2 separate regions of the Zea mays genome follow, and region 2 is linked to region 1. The links are chromatin contacts, called in public Hi-C maps. All regions are on one chromosome and are shown on one strand. Each heading gives the region's core, a stretch centred on a gene start, on an enhancer-like site or on the middle of the called end of the contact. The rest is flanking DNA. Distances are from core to core; before and after follow the strand shown. Region 1 holds the start of LOC100192489 (putative protein kinase superfamily protein). Region 2 holds the start of LOC100501454 (nine-cis-epoxycarotenoid dioxygenase6).

Region 1 (6,596 bases), core at 896-3,395:
TGTTTATTCATAGCACGCCATACACTCCCAAAAGTCCCATCGCCAACTTCCTTAATCAACTTGAATCTGCGAAGGCATGCGATAAGGCAAAAATAATCTAAAATAGAGAATCTGTAGAACTAAGAAGTGTTATAAGATAAAAGCAACCTAAATAGCCAGTCAATATAAAAGTTACCTATCCATTGTTGTAATATCAAAGCTGCCTTGTGCAAGTTTTACCCTTCAGAATAACCAAGCCACGAGAAATATGAACAGACACGAAAGGCAAGGGTTTGCCAAGTTCTAGCTGATCAATATCTTGCCTGCAATTAGAAAATATGATAAGGTCTACAATTATTTGAATTTTGACAGTTTCAGAGCAGAGAAATAAGATGATCCGTAAGGCAGATAAGGTCTGAAAATGAAACAACTACCACAGTATGTAGAATTCTGTTCCACTACAAGCCCACTGCAAACATAGCATGAAATTACTAAGTGTAGCAAGGATGAGGCCTGACCTCAGATAGTACACAGAAGACAAATCAACTAATTAGGGCAGCAACAGATGTAGGCTGAAGATGGCAAATATATTAACCCTGCAAGAAGAGAAAATAAGAAATGAAATTTAGAATATTTCAAGTTAGCAACTAGAATTGAATTTCTTCATTCACATGCCAATGTATGTGGCAAAGTGCAGAGAGATTTGCATACCCCCCTTATATGAGCATCATCTACCTGAAAAGAAACTTTTCAGAAGTTGATGTGCTGGTAAGAAGTGGGGAAATGAGAAGGAAAGTTCATGCAAATACAATAGCACAAAACAAAGGAAGACCAAGGTGGTGGAGTTACATGTAGATGTCTGGCATAGACTGGAATATAATAACTTCAGGAAAATATCGCATCAGCCTGCTTGTTGTGGAGCATAGAGGAGCATATAACCACTATGTGTAGTTCACCAGAGAGGAGAGATGGGTGTTCCCACGGGCTAAGACACACCAATCAAGAGTTTCTTTCGAAAAGAATCGCTTGCATTGAAGGAGATATGCCCGGCAGATCACTTTTTCCATGTCTCGGATGAACGCTTCAAGCTCCCAAATTCACTGCTGCTGCAATCTAGTCAACAGTTTGAGTCAGAAAGCACATCATAAGCAAAAGGAACTAAAAGGCACTAATAAAAACTTGACAACATTTACAGCTACGGAGCATGTCAAAATTGTTGCAATGCTAATTACATGAAAATCATGATATACTCGAAATAAAAAAACACAGACAATTGTCTATTAGGCATTTAGCGGCAACAACAATTATCTTGCAAAGAGAACCAAGCACAAACAACCAGCCGAAAATGATAGCATTAGGCTGTAGTTTGCAGAGCAAACAACCTGCATTGGCCCTCCAGTCGCAATTTACTTATTACACTCTCTCCGCAACAAAAAAAAACACACACACACACAAATTTTACAATCCAAGTAGTGACAAGAAAAAAAAAGAGGATACTTTACCATCTTGAATGAGGGGGAGAAAAGGACCTTTTCCCAACACAAGACAATACAAACCAAGCTAATGAAACAGATCCAAAACATCGCACCACAGAACGCGGCATCACGCAAGAGCCATTACAGCGTACCAACTCGCCGCCCAGATCCGCCGTCCTGTGCACAGATCCAGGGCCAAATCCCGCCAAGCAAGCGAAAAACGGAGAGAGGCGAGGAAGCCTCCGCAGAGACAGGGCGCGTGCGCACACACACACACACACAAAAAAAAGCGCGCGGCGCGTAGAGGCGAGGACACAGACACAGGAATCGATTCCATACCTTACCCTGCGGGCGAGGACAGAGAGCATAGGGTGGTGTGGTGTCGTCGCCTCCCCACGTGGTTGCCGCGTGCCCTGCCTCCCTGGTCGCGCAGGCAGCCCGCGCCGCGCGGACCGGGGGGTGGAGGAAGCGAGCGGCGGCGGCGGCGGCGGCGGCGTGTGTGGGACGGGAAGGAAGAAGGGGCGGGCAGCGGCGGGCCTTCCGGTTTCTACCCGCGTCGCGCTCCGTTATTTTTTATAATCATGGCAGGGCAGGTGAGGCCACCACAGCACCGCCTCCTCTCCTCGCGTCGCCTGCCTCTCGCGCTCCGCCCCGACCGTCTTGGGCTCTTGGCCTTGCCTGCCTGCCTCTGCCTGTCTGTCTGCCGCTCGCGGCGTCTCCTCCCTTTTTGCACGCATTTTAACCGCTCCCTCCCTGCTCGCGGTTTTTTTTTTTGTGTGCCCCGCCGGACGCCAAAGCGCTCTCCTTTCACCCTCCTCCTTCTGTTAGCTAGTGAAGATGCCCTACTACCTACCAATAACCAATTGCGACGATGCGTCATATGCAAAACTGTATATGCTCTGCTCTGCTGTGGTCGATCTAAGAGACGGACTAGTAAAGAACTCCGACGCCTCTGTTTCATCCCGATGAGCTTGTGGTATTACTAAGTATATGTTCGTTCAATCATGAACACTCGGAGCTGCAGTTCGTTTCAAAACATCGGAATGATCACGGGTATCCCACTGACACTGTCGCTACCTTTCTTCACGGTCCTACTTACCGGTATTTCCACTCGGATCATCATTCCAGTCCATCATCGGTGGTCCTGGTCCTGCCTGCGTCGGATGGCGACGCACCTCGATGGCCCTAGCCGACCAACCTACTAGCTACCTGCTGCCGTCAGTTTTGGCACTCGCGCGCCTGCTACTGCTAGCTAGGCTAGGCACAGAGATAGCAAGCCACAAGCTGTCAAGCTCCACACACCACCGCACCACAAGAGCCGTGCCCGTAGGCATCTCTGCATTCCGTGCATGCAATCCGCCATCGACAGCACGGTCGGTCCCCCCGCTGCTTGGCTATTGGCTTGGCCTTGGTGGTGGATTGGTCCCGACGCAACCAAGCGAGCGGACATGGATCTCTGCTCCCGGTTGGTACCCCGTCGCCACTCGCCATTGCCCCCATTGCTGGTTCACCCATACAGTAAATCCAAACGTCCAACTGCTCGCACGTGCTAGATCTGGCTGCAGTACCAGGAGCCCATGCAGGCACAGGCAACACACAAACAAACAGATGTACGAGACCACGCCATGCGCGCATGCCAAGATGCTCTTCTCGCGGGCGTCTTGTGCTGTGCACCGAGACCGAGGTGGGGAGTCAGGGTCGGCAACCCAGCGCTCGCCACGAAACTGACCAGCCTCCCCTCTGTCCTCCTTGCGCGGAACACAGCATCACCGCACTGGCTTGGTCTCCCTAGTATAGCAGGGGAAAATACTGAAAAATGCCAAAGGCCATGTGCGCCGCGCCGCCGCCGCCGCCGCCGGGCTCTGTAGCCACGGCAGACGAACGGCAGGCACCCGTTCGCCAGCCGCAGCCTGCCTCGCCAAGAAGGCAACAAGCCCTTTCGTTTCGTCCCCATCAGCCTCAGCACTGACTTGGGCGTCGCCTCTGCTGCCGCGCAAAACCGCACAATCAAGTGGAAAACGATGTCAGGTTCAGAAATCCGGCCCGAGACAGGTTTCAAAGAAAGAGGATATGATATGATACATGTTCATTCAGTAAAAAAAAAACCATGATCAGTGAAGCTGTTAATCGGCGGAACACTATAGATGGGCATATAGATGGATGCAGTTAGACCACTAAGCCAAGCAAAACGGGAGCAGATGGGTTCGAACAAGCGCTCTTGATGTTCCAACCAAGAGCCGGAGCCGACGAGTGTCACGTTCGAAAGCTGGGCGGGAGAGACAGAGGTGGAGAGGAAGATTATGTAGCCCACGCGCGCGCGAGACAGCCGAGCGCATCTGTTATAACTACTCTACTGTCTACGAGCAGAAGGAAGAGGAAGACAGAATTACGGAGGAAGGAGCAGAGGTAGTATTGTTCTCTGTAAATGTTTGATACTCAGTTTTCTCCACTCTCTCTCCTTATCTACTGCTACTGCCCACATGGGCTTACATGGACCACTTGTCCAATGAAAAAAGGGAATTGGGCCTACGGACACGGCGGCCCGACACCTTGGTTTGCTCCTCCTGCAGCTCACTTTCATCAGAGTTCCCTGGTAACCCCTTTGGTATGCTGATAATCCCCTCCTGTTGAAGAGCCGCTTGTCCCCAAGCGGTGGCAGCTGGGAAACGGCCTTGCAGAGCTTGTTCATCTTCCCATGAATCCAGAGTGGCGTCGCAACCGGACCAGCGTACCAAGACCTGAGCAACCTGATGGCCTCCACGTGAGATAGTACGGCGTTGCAGAATTTGCTCTGGGTAACTGACGGCAGATGCCACAGCTGGAAGAGCAGAACTGACAGAGCACGATGGATGAACTGATGGCTTTAACTGGGAGACGTGAAACACCGGGTGGATGGAAGCAGACTCTGGTAATTTCAGCTTATAAGCCACAGCACCAACCTTCTGTAAAATCTCAAAGGGCCCGAAATATTTGTAGGCAAGTTTGTGACTGGCACGAGGGGCCACCGAAGTTTGCACATAGGGCTGGAGCTTCAGATATACCATATCCCCGACATTGAACACGCGTTCAGAACGACGCTTGTCTGCGAAATGTTTCATGCGCTGCTGAGCGCGCAACAAGTGATGATGAACCGACCGGACCATGAGGTCCCTTTGACCCAACCAGGATGCTAAGTCCACATGGGAAACTGAGTCATCAACTGAAAGGCCAAAATGACGAGGGGATCTTCCATAGAGCACTTCGAATGGTGAATGGCCCAGGGAAGAATGGAAACAACAGTTGTACCAGTACTCTGCCACGGACAGCCATAGTGACCACTTAGAGGGACAGGCCTGCACAAAACTGCGTAAGAATGTCTCCAAACACTGATTGACGCGTTCTGTTTGGCCGTCTGTCTGGGGGTGGTAGGAAGAGCTCATGAGAAGCTGAGTCCCGGACAATCTGAACAGCTCCCTCCATAAGGTACTTGTAAAAATACGGTCACGATCAGACACAATAGATTGGGGCATGCCGTGGAGACGATAGATTTCAGCCATAAAAACCTGAGCAATCTTGAGAGCAGTGAAAGGGTGGCGCAAGGCAATAAAGTGACCGTATTTGGAGAAGCGATCCACCACGACCAAGATACTGTTGTAGCCGCCACTTGGTGGTAAGCCTTCGATGAAATCAAGAGATATTGCTTGCCATGCTTGGGTTGGTACTGGCAAGGGTTGGAGAAGACCAGGATACCGGGCCCGGTCTGGTTTGGCTTGGTGGCACACCCCACATGCAGCGACAAACTCCTTGATGGCACTTTTCATACGGGGCCAGTAGAACAACTGCTTGATCCGACTGTAAGTAACAGGGAACCCTGAGTGACCGCCCAAGGCACTGGAGTGCAGTGCTGACATGACTTTGGACTGCATAGCACTGTTGGCACCTAACCAGACACGGTTCTTGTATCGAATGACTCCGTCTTGTAAGGTATAAGGAGGACACTCAGAGATAGACAAAGCAGTGACAAGTTTAAGCGCCTCAGGGTCAGACTCATAACCATCGATAATCTCCTGTATCCATGCTGGGGAAGCCATGGAGACAGCAAACAAGGAGGCAGCCTCATGGGGGCGCCGAGATAAGGCGTCTGCTGCCGTGTTGTCCACACCTTTTTTTTAGATAATCTTATAATGTAAACCCAAGAGCTTGGTAAAAACCTTTTGCTGCCATGGAGTATGCAGCCTTTGGTCAGACAGGTGTGACAAGCTGCGATGATCGGTCAGAATGAGAAATTCTGCATGCTGCAAATACGACCTCCAGTGGGTAACTGCGAGCAGAATAGCCAAATACTCTTTTTCATAAGTAGAAAGACCTAAGTTTTTAGGTCCCAGTGCCTTGCTGACATATGCCAAAGGGTGACCTTCCTGTTGGAGAACAGCCCCTATACCTTTGCTTGATGCATCAGTCTCAATAGAAAAAGGTTTCTGAAAATTGGGCAAGGCCAATACGGGAGCAGACGCTAGGGAGTGCTTCAGGGTTTGGAATGCTGTGTCATGTAAAGTAGTCCATACAAACATTGAGTCTTTCTTCAGCAGGGAGGTGAGCGGTTTAGCGATAATACCGAAATTTTTAACAAACTTGCGGTAGTACCCAGCAAGACCCAAGAATCCCCGGAGTTCTTTGCAAGTCTGAGGCACTGGCCAAGATAAGACAGCAGACACCTTGGAAGGATCAGTGGGCACTCCTGCCTGGCTAATAATGTGGCCCAGATAAACAATTTCCTGCTTGGCGAAGGAGCATTTGGACAGTTTGACTTGCCAAGAATCTGTCGAAAGCAGCTGCAAGACGAGCTCAATGTGTTGCAAGTGAGTGTCCCATGTCGGGCTATAAACCAAAATGTCGTCGAAAAAGACCAAGACACATTTCCGAAGAAGTGGCGCTAAGGTCTTATTCATTGCTCCTTGAAATGTAGCAGGTGCACCGGTAAGGCCAAATGCCATGACTCGGAACTCAAAGTGGCCGTGGTGGGTCTGAAATGCTGTCTTATGCTGATCTTCGGGTGCCATGTGAAAGTCGCCTAGAGGGGGGGTGAATAGGGCGAAACTGAAATTTACAAATATAAACACAACTACAAGCCGGGGTTAGCGTTAGTAATAAAGAAATGAGTCC
Region 2 (6,530 bases), core at 1,723-4,222, 460 kb before region 1:
GCTTCTATGCTGGTTTCGTTTATGACCCGAAGTTTATCGAGCAAGTAACAATGATATAGCCTCAAGTAAAAAGATATAAAAGATACATCTTACTTTTGTTGTTTGCTCGATGTCATGACTTGGAGCTATATATTTGGGCAGAACGAAGAGTTGTGCATTACTATCCTCATGTATTGTTGACTCGACATTTGGCTCGTGGATGTGGTGTACAGCTCCGCCATCAGATGGACTGTATTGTTTGTCATCTTCGTTGGAGTGCTTGAGTAGCTGAGATTCACTTAGAGATGGCAATGAGCGCCGATCCCGATTTCTCGTAGGGAATTCCTCTATTAGAGCTAATCCTCTTCTTATTCAATTTTAAATAAGAAGTGTATTCTAGCCCCTACAATCATCTCCGGTTTTGTGCCTTCCAAAATAGTCCTTAGAGGATGTGGATGAGAAAGTTTCTTCCTCAAGGAAATCTAAACGGAGGAAAATCTTCCCCCGGTAGGTAAACGGGGATATGGACCGGGAAGCATTCCTCATCCTCGCTCCCCGCGGGACCCGTTAAACCTGAACGTGACAAAGTTTTCATGTATTAGTTAATGATAAAAATAAATAATTATTTTGTCTATAGATCACTCATTTATATAAATATGCTTATTTTAATGTATATATAATGATTTCTTACATATAACAATATGTATAAGTGAAAATGTTTTGCATTAGTAATAAATAATGTATGTTCTAATTATAATTTAAACGAGGATGGCGATCCTTGTCGGGGATTTATCTCGAAACAGGGATGGAGAAAAATATGGCCCGCAAACGTTCGTGAGAATCTTTATAGGAAAAATTTTATGTCGCATGAACATGCATAAAAAGCTATTCCCTGACGGTAAATTCCTCGTTGTCATCGGACCGCTGAGTCATATTTTGATTCTATACAAGGTCATATTCGCTTAGCTCTAGATCCCATACTGTCCCCATGCGTATTTTGGCTTATTTCTTTTTGTGTGTAGTTTATTATCAATTCGTTTAGTTGTACTTCTATTTTAGTACCACGGACGCTCGTTTTGTTTCGCATAAATATAGTACTCTCTTTGTTCTTTTCTATTTATCATTGTTTTGTTTAAAAATAAATTTATGGACGATAAATGTTTGAGGAAGAGTGTAGTAATAAGCAATAGGTCCGATTCTATTGTTACAGCATCGAGATACTACTTATCTCTACTATACTTAAAGCATCAGTTTCAACGGTCGTTCTATGTCATATTTTTACAAATAATCCCTCACATCTATCTCAAATTAACCATGCATCCTTCCATGCACACAACTTCCACGTCTGGCCCGTTACCAGTCGGGTGGTTAAATTAGCGTAAAATATTTATAAAATGTGGTGTTCGAACCTAAGCCCTAATGGAAGAAGGGCGGGAGACACTAAGTGGAGTCGTCTAACCAGTAGAACATCATGGTCAATTGTTTTTGATATTGAATATAAATTTTACATATATACGAGTTTTGTAAAATAAATAAAAATATAATCGTGTCAGGCCGGATCAGCACTACGGGCCGAGGCTACAGCCCAAACATGACACGACGATCGTGTCGGGCTGGCCCAGGAACTATTAAATGGTCCGTGCCCCAGACCAGCCCGCCAGGCACGACCCATTTGTCCATCTATACCTTCGCACGATAATGATGGTGCTCACCTCAGTTGCCGCCACCTCGTTCGTCATTCTGCTTATTTTCTCTCTCCCCTCATGCCTTCGCCTCCGTGCCACGCATTCTCGGCAGACGGCGTGGGAGCAGGCGTCTCCTCTCCGTATTAGTCCGACACCAGCCCCGACACCGACCCGCGCAGTGGCTATTGCACGTCCACGAGGGTGTTTCATAGCATGCACGCACCATCGTTTTCGCTGTCGTCGGACGTCCCGTTCGTCTTCTTGGCCTTCGCCCTTTTCTTTCTCCCCAACCTGCTGCCCCTGCCTACGGTCGCAGCCGTGAGCCGACCGACGCTCGTCAACGCGGGTACGGGCAAGTCAATCTTGCTCCTAACTTTTCTTCGTGCGTGTTGCCGAGGAGGACACGACGGTGCCTGCCACACTTAGGTTATCTTGGCGATGACGAGTCCAGATCTGAGATATTGGACAATCAAAGCCTGTAGCGCGGCAGTAGTCGACATATGCTACGGAGTTGGTGGTGGTGTTGTGTCGCCTCGGCGGATCCAGGGCTGGAAGGCACTCGCATTCTCTCGCCTTTTTCGGACTGACGCCTGGTGCGGGTGCCTCTCGGTTTGGAGTTGCCCTGATTGGGCTTCTTTCTCCGCTTGTGTGCTGTCTCCATGTATGTATCTAGCGGTATATTACCTATGTCGCCTCCAGATGTCCATGTCTTCGTCGTGTCCTTCTCCGGCAACGAACATGTATGACTGCCTCTTTCCTTCCCTTCCTGGTCTACGAAACTTTGGAAGTGGGAGAGGCGATGGATGAGGTCCCTGATTTGCTACCTATGGTACCCATTCGATGGTTTGACATCGCCTGTCTACATGACCTTTTCTTTACCACGATGTCGACTCGCTTAGTCAAATAAAAAAAATTATGCAGAAAGCAGAGACAATCAATAAAAATCTTTAGATCTTTTTGGTGCATAGTTTACGTGGGTATTGTTATGAGTTGTTGCAACGCACGGGCAACCGAATAGTAACAGATTAAAACGAAACAAAACACACACAAGTGCGTGTACCGTTAAGTATATTTTGGTTTGTTTGCTCTGATATTTTTATTTCTTTATCATGCCCTTTTTCAACATATGAAACGTAGCGCTCCAAAATCCATCTATATACATGCGCCTTTTGCAGGGGTAGTCTATATGACAAGGATCAGCCACCACTTCTATGATTAGTAGTACTATCTCCCTAGATCCTCGAGCTAGCGCTAGGCCTATATATATGCAAGGTCAGAAGCACTTCTTTCTAGCACACCAATTTGGTGAGCAGATTGCGCTGCTCCATAATTACTTGTGCTCTAAGCTTTGATCCAAATCCACACACATTGATCTAAAGGCCAGGTTGCAGAATGGAGAGAACACTGATCACCTCTAACCTCTGCTTGAGTGCACACGCTTCAAGATCGTCCCGGAGGGTTCACTACATCCCTCCTTCCGCCTCTGCTGCTGCACACAACTCCAGCTACAGGAAGAAGAGTGCCCCGTCTCTGCCGCCGTCGGCCGCCGCATCTGCCACTGTTGTCACCGCCCCTCCGTCCACTGACAATGTCCAGTCCACTGCTCCGAAACAGACCGGGCGACAGGAGCTGGAAGATCTCGTGGCCGCCAAGACCAGCACTTCAAGAACTGCACGTGCGCCGAGCCAGGCTCGGGCTCGGGCTCGGGCTGAGCCTCGCCGCCGGCCTGCCCCGGCAGCCACGTCCCTGCCAATGGCGTTCTGCAGCGCGCTGGAGGAGGCGATCAACACGTTCGTCGACCCTCCGGCGCTGCGGCCGTCCGTGGACCCCCGGAACGTGCTGTCGACCAACTTCGCGCCAGTGGACGAGCTGCCGCCGACGCCCTGCCCCGTCGTGCGCGGCGCCATCCCGCGCTGCCTCGCCGGGGGCGCCTACATCCGCAACGGGCCCAACCCGCAGCACCTCCCCCGTGGGCCGCACCACCTCTTCGACGGCGACGGCATGCTGCACTCGCTCCTCCTCCCGACGGCGGGGTCCCCGCCGTCGTCGGACCCCGTCCTCTGCTCGCGCTACGTGCAGACGTACAAGTACCTCGTGGAGCGTGACGCGGGAGCGCCGGTCATGCCGAACGTCTTCTCGGGTTTCCACGGCGTGGCCGGCCTGGCGCGCGGCGCCGTCGTGGCGGCCAGAGTGCTCACCGGGCAGATGAACCCAGCCGAGGGCGTGGGGCTCGCTAACACCAGCCTCGCCTTCTTCGGCGGCCGCCTCTACGCGCTTGGCGAGTCGGATCTCCCGTACACCGTGCGCGTCGACCCGGCCACCGGCGAGGTGACCACGCACGGCCGGTGCGACTTCGGCGGCCGCCTCTTCATGGGCATGACCGCTCACCCGAAGAAAGACCCCGTCACCGGCGAGGTCTTCGCGTTCCGCTACGGCCCCGTGCCGCCGTTCGTCACCTACTTCCGGTTCGACCCGGCCGGGAACAAGGGCCCCGACGTGCCCATCTTCTCGGTGCAGCAGCCGTCGTTCCTGCACGACTTCGCCGTCACGGAGCGGTACGCCATCTTCCCGGAGATACAGATCGTCATGCAGCCCATGGGCATGGTGACGGGCGGCGCGCCCGTGGGGTCTGACTCCGGCAAGGTGCCCCGGCTCGGCGTGCTCCCGAAGTACGCCACGGACGAGTCGGAGATGCGGTGGTTCGAGGTGCCGGGCTTCAACATGATGCACTCGCTGAACGCGTGGGAGGAGGCCGACGGCGAGGAGCTGGTGCTGGTGGCCCCTAACGTCCTGTCCGTGGAGCACGCGCTGGAGCGCATGGAGCTCGTGCACTCCTGCGTCGAGAAGGTGCGCATGAACCTGCGCACGGGCGCCGTGTCGCGCACCCCGCTCTCGGCGGGGAACCTCGACTTCGGCGTGATCCACCCGGGCTACCTTGGCCGGCGCAACCGGTACGGATACCTCGGCATCGGCGACCCCATGCCGAAGATCTCCGGAGTGGCCAAGCTGGACTTGGACCGCGCCGGCACGGGCGACTGCACGGTGGCGCGGCGCGACTTCGGGCCCGGGTGCTTCGCGGGGGAGCCGTTCTTCGTCCCCGACGACGTGGAGGGGGACGGCAACGAGGACGACGGCTACTTAGTGTGCTACGTCCACAACGAGCGCACCGGCGAGAACCAGTTCGTGGTGATGGACGCGAGGTCGCCGCAGCTGGACATCGTCGCCGAGGTGCAGCTGCCAGCGCGCGTCCCCTATGGCTTCCACGGCATGTTTGTCACGCAGGCCGAGCTCCAGGCGCAGCAGCAATGATCAAAGCACCGAACACTCGTCCAGTGTTTACGTGCTGGGGATCTGTAGCACATGATTCCAGGAGAAACACACACAAACACCCATCAGGTGCATACTGAATAGATTGTAGTAAGAACAACTCTAGGCCACATAGCATTCACGAATTATATTGTAGTGTAAATGTAGCAGAACCCATAAAAGAGTTCATGAGTAGAATTGATACGAAATCACAAAAAAAAATTATTGGAATAGAACAATGTTCATCATTGATGGGTCCACCACCAACATTGCCGGCTGTGCACGGTGCACGCCGTGCACGGAAGCAGAGCAAGGGCCACTCAACAGACGAGGCCCCGACGACAAGCCGACACAGAAGGCCTCAGCCAAGGGCAGCACAATGACAATTGCTGGAGCACATGTCAAACGTGCGAGGGCAAGGCAAAAGCTGCGATTCCAGAATTCAGCGTCTAATAGAAAGAAACATGCTGCTTTTCTTCAGTTCCCAGTGGAGCTCACATTGCATTTGGTGTCAGGGCCATCCAACATCATACAGTTGTTAAGACTCACAAAACTAACGAACATAAACCTAACCTGTCAAATCTCTCTTGTGACTAACCTAACTGCTCCTAGAAGGGCATACTACAATTTTACAAGATAAATCAAGGTTATTTTCTGTGGTATTACACCCTTTTTGTTTTGAGTTTTTTCTGTACCCATAGTTCTGCAAGAAGGGGTACCTAAAAGAACTTGTATAGATCAAACACCAACTTCTCAAGACTCATGTGGCACACATCCCACAGCCTAGAAAGGGGCCAGGGCACATTCTTTGCAACATGAGGACCATCGAGTGACTCGTTGCGCATTTTTACATAAGATATGCCAGCCAGTTTCTTTGTGCCGGGCCCAGGTCTCACAAGGTACAAACCTGAGATGGTTAGAAGTCCTCCAATAACACCGCAAACAAATAATGCCGATCATATACATCAAAATTTGGATCAAAAGAAGCGCGAAACATGTTAGAAACTAGTAATAAGTTTACTGATGTTAGCATATGAGTGGAACATCAATATGGAACAAATTCATGTACCACATGTGTTTACCTGAGACTCTGGAACAGTACTCTTCACACACACAAAAATGAAAGGAAATGCTAGGTGATTAAAAAGTAGGAAAAAATGATAAATTCATCTTACCTTCCAAGGTAAATTGGGCTTCCCAGAAAAATCATAGACAATAGAGCAGAGACCATTGGTTGAAGAGGGTTATAAAGTGCCACCATAGCAGGGCCCAATATTTTGTTGGACCATGTCAACAGGACATAATTAAGTGCAGATGTCATGACACCCTGAATTAGAAAAAAAATGGAGTTTGAGTAACAGGGAATGCATCAATGCATCTATTTAATTCATGGGGTACAAGACTAGTGCAAAGTGCAGCCATAGTCTCCTCCATACACAGCATAGATACAGAATCTCAAATTCTGAAGTCACATAAACGGGACCTTACTCCATTGCATCAGTACCAAGTACTACCAGGCAAGTTGTCACATGTGTATAAGATTGCATATGTATTCGATGC

The links. Hi-C and Micro-C count contacts between places; a contact is called where the count stands out from the background.
Region 2: a contact with region 1 is called in a Hi-C map of tassel, with 2.9 times the contacts expected there. The contact joins the promoter of LOC100501454 here to the promoter of LOC100192489 in region 1. A contact is called at or near these places in 3 of 25 Hi-C or Micro-C datasets (bundle sheath, ear and tassel).

The regions. Positions count from the first base shown.
Region 1 is chr4:164,413,789-164,420,384 of Zm-B73-REFERENCE-NAM-5.0, reverse strand. It overlaps LOC100192489 (putative protein kinase superfamily protein), which reads right to left and starts at 2,145. Exons shown (of 18, transcript NM_001137709.1): 1 at 1,794-2,145; 2 at 829-1,092; 3 at 498-575; 4 at 176-302; 5 at 1-66. The coding sequence starts at 183.
Region 2 is chr4:164,877,652-164,884,181 of Zm-B73-REFERENCE-NAM-5.0, reverse strand. LOC100501454 (nine-cis-epoxycarotenoid dioxygenase6) reads left to right here and starts at 2,972. Exons shown (of 1, transcript NM_001196164.2): 1 at 2,972-5,202. The coding sequence starts at 3,057. The coding sequence ends at 4,973.